Linked DNA regions of Callithrix jacchus: region 2 is linked to region 1. The links are chromatin contacts, called in public Hi-C maps. All regions are on one chromosome and are shown on one strand. The core of a region is the stretch at or near the end of the contact, and the rest is flanking DNA. Distances in the headings are between cores, read along the strand shown. Region 1 holds the start of SEMA4A (semaphorin 4A). Region 2 overlaps PMF1 (polyamine modulated factor 1).

Region 1 (3,007 bases), core at 345-2,844:
AAATTACCTGGGCGTGCTGGTGCAGGCCTGTAATTGCAGCTACTTGCGAGGCTGAGGCAGGAGAATCGCTAGAACCCTGGAGGTGGAGGTTGCGGTGAGCTGAGATCACACCATTGCACTCCAGCCTGGGCAACAAGAGAGAAACTCCGTTACAAAACAAAAAAAAGAAAAAGAAAAAAAAGTCCCTTCCAGGCTTTCCTCTCTCAGTTGGCAGGGGCACTAGAAAAGGCACCATGATTCTGGGACAAGGGTCTTGGGTCCCAGGCCTGGAGGCCTGTAGCCTGCTGTGTGAGCCGGGCAGGGCACTTGCCCTCTCTGCCTCACCTTGGTAAAATAATGGCTTTTCAGCCCACCTGGGAGCAGCTTGGCTCCAGCAGGCTTCATAGTAACTATAAGAGGAAGGAAATGAATGTGCCGGTATCTGCCCCGGGTAGAGGGTTTTATGGACCAAGACTGGTTCCTCTTTAGGTCTCAGTTGGAGTGGTGGTTGAGCATTAGCCTTGGGGCGAGGCAAGAAGGGCATGGCATGCACTCAAAGCAGAAGTGGACCCTGAGCAGGGACACCATGTCCCCACTGCTTCCTGACCCTCCACCTCACTGCCCCTCTGCACCTTGGCCGTGGGGACTCAGAGAGGGCCTGCTTGTCCAGGCCTCTCTCCCCTCGGACTGAGACACATGGCAGCATGGGGAGAAATTGAGATTAAGATGGTGGGGTGTAGAGGACCCTGAACTAGTGTGGTAACAGGAAGGAAGCAGGAAGCCCTCACACCCCCATTGAACATCCTTGGGTCCCTGCCCCTATATTCTTCCCTTTTAGGGGAATTGGACCCAGTCTCTGTAGCAGAGAAGGAAGGAGCTGCATTTCTGAAATAACCCAAGGGAATGCGGGAGCCTACAGATCCCACCTGGCCCCACTTCAATCCAGGTCACCCAGCCAGACTTCAGGGACCTCCCTTGGCCTTGCCATATGAGAGTCCAAACTTCCAGAAAGACCTAAATGGTCTTGATGAGAGAGTTGGGACATAGTCTAGGGTGGTGGCCATAGCCACAGTTAGAAACTCGCTGATGTCAGCTGGACACCCAGGCCTCCTGTTTGCAGTTCTGTGTAGTGGAGAGGGGAGAGAGAGCCTTTCCACAAGCTAATCTCTATTTCTCCTGCTGTAGTATACATAATTCTATTTCCTCTAGTTTGTCTAGCCTCAATTTCCCTACCCGTGGAAAGATGGGGTGTTGGGGGCGCTGTGTCTTTGATTGCAGGGGAGCAAGGCACAGCTGACGGAATTTAGAAAATGGTCTTGGGGAAATGATATGGGGGAGTGGAGGGAGGAGACCCAGGCATCCTGCTCCTTAGGATATGCTCCTCGAGATCCCTGAGGCTGCCTCTCCCCGATTTGAGGCCAGAGGACCACCCCCTGCATTGTCCATTGGAGTTGACACACAGACACTCCATGTCCATAGTCCCAGGGTCCTGGCATCCCACCCCTCCCTCCCACACCAGGGACCACAGTCCCACTTCCCACCACGTTTAAGCCTTACCCCCAGCCCAGAAGTGGAGACCCTAACCCAGGCGTCCAAGACTTCCAGCAGAGTCTGCACCGGACAGGGGGTGGAGCTGGGGCAGGCATGGCAGGGAGGGGGTAGGGACCCTGCCAGCCCCCTCCAGTGCCCCAGTTCCCAGGCAGCTCTTAAAGGGACCAAGGAGAATTAGCCAGGGGCAGCTTAAGGGGTTGAGTGTAGAGGAAAGTAGGTGGTGGGGAGAGGACTGGACTTTCCAGGGGCAGGGGAGCCAGAGTGGGGACCACCTGATACCTCCCCTCCTCCCCTGGAAGCCCCCAAGGTTCTTTGCCTCGATTTTTCCTCATCCCATGAGACCCCCATGCTGGCCACCCAGCTTCTGACTCCACCTCCTCGGATCCTGGCCCTTGTTCCCTTTGGGCCCCTGCCCACTTCCTCCCCTCCTCCCTCCATATGCGTGCCACCTCAGTCTCCGGTGAGAGCTGCCAGCTGGCACTGCCTGGTACTAGGCACGGAGAATCAGCCCAAGGAGTGAAAGGGCCTGAGTCCTGGCCCCCGAAGGCGGGGGGAGGCCAGCACGCCAGAGTCAGTCAGTGGGTGTAGGCAGCACCTTCCCTCCCAGTTGCCTCTCCAAGTCTTATTTTCTCTGCCCCTCTGGACACAGAACAAGGGGGCACCGAGGCTCTGCGGAGGACCCTGGCTCACCTGCTCCCTCTGATGAGCTGTCGGGATTGTGATATGGAAAAGGAAAATGACTTAGTTACGCCAGGAGGGTCTGGGGCAGCTGAGAGAAGCCCACGGCAGAAGAGAGGGACAAATAAATAGAAACGGAAGATAGAACCTCAATTCTCATATCACTCCTCTACTCCCAATGCTCCCTGACTTCCCAGGGCCCTGGAATTAATTTCACGCTCCCCACAGGGTACTGTAGACCCCTCTCAATCCTTTAGTGCAGGAGGATTGGGGGGGTGCTTTTCCCCAGTCAGCCTGGACTCGGCCTTTCTCCACGTTTCTGCTGGTGCTGGATCTCCCACCTGGAAGATGTACTCTTCCAGGATAGTTCTCATTTCCACATGCCCAAACAACCCTTTCCTCTGCAAGGCCCTCCTGGGTCCTCCCACAGTATCCTGAGTTGCCACGGTATTTTCTGAGGATCTGGAGTCCTGGGTGACTTGGGGTAAACCTCTTCCCTCCCTGGTTCTCCGCCACCTTGATTAAAATGAGAATGGTAATAAGCTGCCCACTAGTGGTGAAAGTGAAAATTAGTTCCAGTCTCTTGGATGATACTTGGCGATAGGTCTCAGGTTCTGCAAAAGTGCTCCCATAGCTGGGCTTGGTGGCTGCGCTTGCCTGCGGTTCCAGCTACTTGGGATGCTGCCAGGAACGCAAGGCTGCTGTGTGCTATGATCAAGCCTGTGAATAGCCACTGTACTCCAGCCTGGACGACATGGTGAGAACTTGTCTCAAAAAAAAAAATAAATAAATAAAGTAG
Region 2 (3,279 bases), core at 473-2,972, 69 kb before region 1:
ATGCCTGTAATCCCAGCTACTCAGTAGGCTGAGGCAGGAGAATTGCCTGACCCCAGGAGGCAGAGGTTGCGGTGAGCTGAGATGGCGCCATTGTACTCCAGCCTGGGTAACAAGAGCAAAACTCCGTCTCAAAAAATAAATAAATAAATAAATACTTAAAATTAATCTTAATTATATCTTTAGGTTATTTGGTCTCTCTTTTTTTTTTTTCGAGACAGAGTTTTCCTCTTGTTACCCAGGATGGAGTGCAATGGTGCAATCTCAGCTCACCGCAACCTCCGCCTCCTGGGTTCAGGCAATTCTCCTGCCTCAGCCTCCTGAGTAGCTGGGATTACAGGCACGCGCCACCATGCCCAGCTAATTTTTTGTATTTTTAGTAGAGATGGGGGTTTCACCATGTTGACCAGAATGGTCTAGAACTCTTGACCTTGTGATCCACCCGCCTCGGCCTCCCAAAGTGCTGGGATTACAGGCTTGAGCCACCATGCCCGGCCAGATTTGGTCTCTTGGACTAACTTAACCTTTTATTGTTCAGCTTCTTCCTTTGGAAACTGCTGTAAAACTTTAAAAATCTGAAATTGGGATACTTTTCCTGAAAAAGATAGAGAAAGCCTTGTGGTTTGATAAATACTAGCATGACAATAAAAAATGCCAGCAGGGGCCGGGCACGGTGGCTCAAGCCTGTAATCCCAGCACTTTGGGAGGCCGAGGCGGGTGGATCACGAGGTCAACAGATCGAGACCATCTTGGTCAACATGGTGAAACCCCGTCTCTACTAAAATTACAAAAAATTAGCTGGGCACGGTGGCGCGTGCCTGTAATCCCAGCTGCTCAGGAGGCTGAGGCAGGAGAATTGCCTGAACCCAGGAGGCGGAGACTGCGGTGAGCCGAGATGGCGCCATTGCACTCCAGCCTGGGTAACAAGAGCAAAACTCCGTCTCAAAAAAAAAAAAAAAAAAATTAGCTGGGCATGGTGGTGCGCGCCTGTAGTCCCAGCTACTCGGGAGGCTGAGACAGGAGCACTGCCTGAACCCAGAAGGCGGAGGTTGCAGTGAGCTGAGCTCAACAACGGAGCAAGACTCTGTCTCAAAAAAAAAAAAAAAAAAAAAGCCAGCAGGATAATTGTATTCATTGAACACACTTACTGAGCACCGACCAGGTACCAGGCCAAGTTCGGTGGTACAAACCCAAAGGAAACAGTACAATTCCTGCCGTCAAAGGCATTGCAGATCAGCCTTCAGGAAAATGAGTACGAGACAGCATGGGGTCCTAGCAAGGGCTCAGGGAAGGCCCCCTACAGGAAGCAATGTCAGAGAAAGAAGCAGGAGCTGGCTACAGGACAGGAGAAGAGCAGCATGTAGTAAGCTCAGGCAGTGTAGCTGAAGGGCGGGGTGTGTGTGTGTGTGTGTGTGTGTGTGTGTGCATATATGTGCATGTGTGTGAAGATGAAGTAATAACCGGAAACCAAGGACTGCCTAGTGCCAGCACCTGTCTATGGACTCTACATGACTCATTGAATCCTTACCATGACCTTATGAGATGGGTTCTATCATCATCACCCCTATCTTTCAGACGAGGAAGCTGAGGCAGAGAGAAGCCTGCCCAAGGTCACACACAACCAGCATGTGATGGAGCCAGGTGGACTCAATCCAGGCTATCTGGCTGTGGTGGCCTCCATGCCGGGCCAGACACAGAGTCTAGAGCGTGGATGTATCATGGTGAGAGGAGCTAGAAAAGGGTCTGAAGCAGAGATGTGATATGAACAGATCTACACCTTAGGACGCACACTCGGCTGCTGTGTGGGGGTGGACTCAGGAAGCACAGCTGAGATGACAACAGCCCAGAGCAAGGCAGAAACGGCAGGGACAGAAAGAGGTGGATGGTCTGGAAACATGCGGAGGAGAGAGTATGAGCATGCCAGGCCTGGAGCCACACACCACAGTCTGATGACTCATGCCCACCCTTCAGAAACAAATCACCACCAGTAGCACACGTCGCCTGCACATTCAGAGAGGATGAGATATTTCTGAGGCATTTACAGGCAGAATAGTTTATATATTAAACCACCCTTTTTTCCTGTGACGAACTATTTCCTATGAACACCAACAGTCTTCGCCACTAGTTTAAAACTCGATGAGTTCATTACAAATGCAGTTAGCTTTCTGCTCTTGGTCACTGTCAGAGGTAGACTTTAAGTCACTTTACGTGTCTTACCACGTGCGGCATATCCCAGGCCAGAAGACTGGACCACAAGGCCATCTCTAAGTATGGCATCTAAGAGTTAAAGAACTGTTGGCCAGGCACAGTGGCTCACACCTGTAATCCCAGCACTTTGGGAGGCCAAGGCGGGTGGATCACCTGAAGTCGGGAGTTCAAGACCAGCCTGACCAACACAGAGAAACCCCATCTCTACTAAAAACACCAAATTAGCCAGGCGTGGTGGCGAACGCCTATAATCCCAGCTACTTGGGAGGCTGAGGCAGGAGAATTGCTTGATCCCAGGAGTGGAGGTTGCAGTGAGTAGAGATCAAGCCACTGCACTCCAGCCTGCATGACAGAACGAGACTCTGTCTCAAGAAAAAAAAAAAGGAACTGTCAAAGGTCTCTTGCTCCCTTAGCCCCCATAAACCAGCACATGCGGCACAGCTGCCAGGGTGCTGTAAGCAGCTGTAGCAGACCCAGCTTCTCTCTGAATAGTCCACATTCTGAGCCCCACTAACGATGCCTCTAACCGACTGACTCTCCTGGTGCCTTTCGGTTTGTAACAAAACACAAAAAGGAAGCACCCTTGTCTGCTTGCTTTAGCTCAACGGGAGAATGGTTTTCACATGGCTCAGGAGGCCATAGGGATAGAAAAGTACTCTTCATTTCCAGAGAACAGAGGTTACAAAGGGTAGGCTCCAACAGGGCCATGTTTCTCTGCTCTGAAGCCTGAGAGAGAACGTACTGGGGAGTCTTTGCCTCAGCCAAGACAAGATACCTTAAAGGAAGATGTCTTAAAGGAAGACAGCAGGGTGTGGATCCACGGGATCTGAAAGCCCAGCGTGGCCAATAATCTTTCATCACTTTGGGGTGCTTCATAAAATCTACCCTCTCAAACTGACATGCATATGGTAAATATGCTTAACTGCAGGGAAATTCTATCTGGGGCTTAAAATATCCCTTTGGATAACAAAAATGTGAATAAACTCTCATTAACTATGTTCAGACTCCAGTCGCAGGTATAAGTACTTCATTCTTGGGACTGAGGACTATAAAGGCTTTTAACTTAATGGCTTG

The links. Hi-C and Micro-C count contacts between places; a contact is called where the count stands out from the background.
Region 2: a Hi-C map of induced pluripotent stem cells shows a contact between it and region 1, with 4 times the contacts expected there. The contact joins the enhancer-like site here to the promoter of SEMA4A in region 1. A contact is called at or near these places in 3 of 3 Hi-C or Micro-C datasets (induced pluripotent stem cells and skeletal muscle).

What each region holds. Positions count from the first base shown.
Region 1 is chr18:16,540,684-16,543,690 of calJac240_pri, reverse strand. It overlaps SEMA4A (semaphorin 4A), which reads right to left and starts at 1,594. Exons shown (of 17, transcript XM_054247614.2): 1 at 1,537-1,594; 2 at 8-125.
Region 2 is chr18:16,609,099-16,612,377 of calJac240_pri, reverse strand. The region is part of intron 1 of PMF1 (polyamine modulated factor 1); the gene reads right to left. Among named protein-coding and RNA genes, the nearest start is that of PMF1, 7.9 kb to the right of the region's middle. Within about 2 kb of position 1,722, at least 5 of the 16 cell types and tissues checked have an H3K27ac peak or open chromatin away from gene starts, as enhancers often do.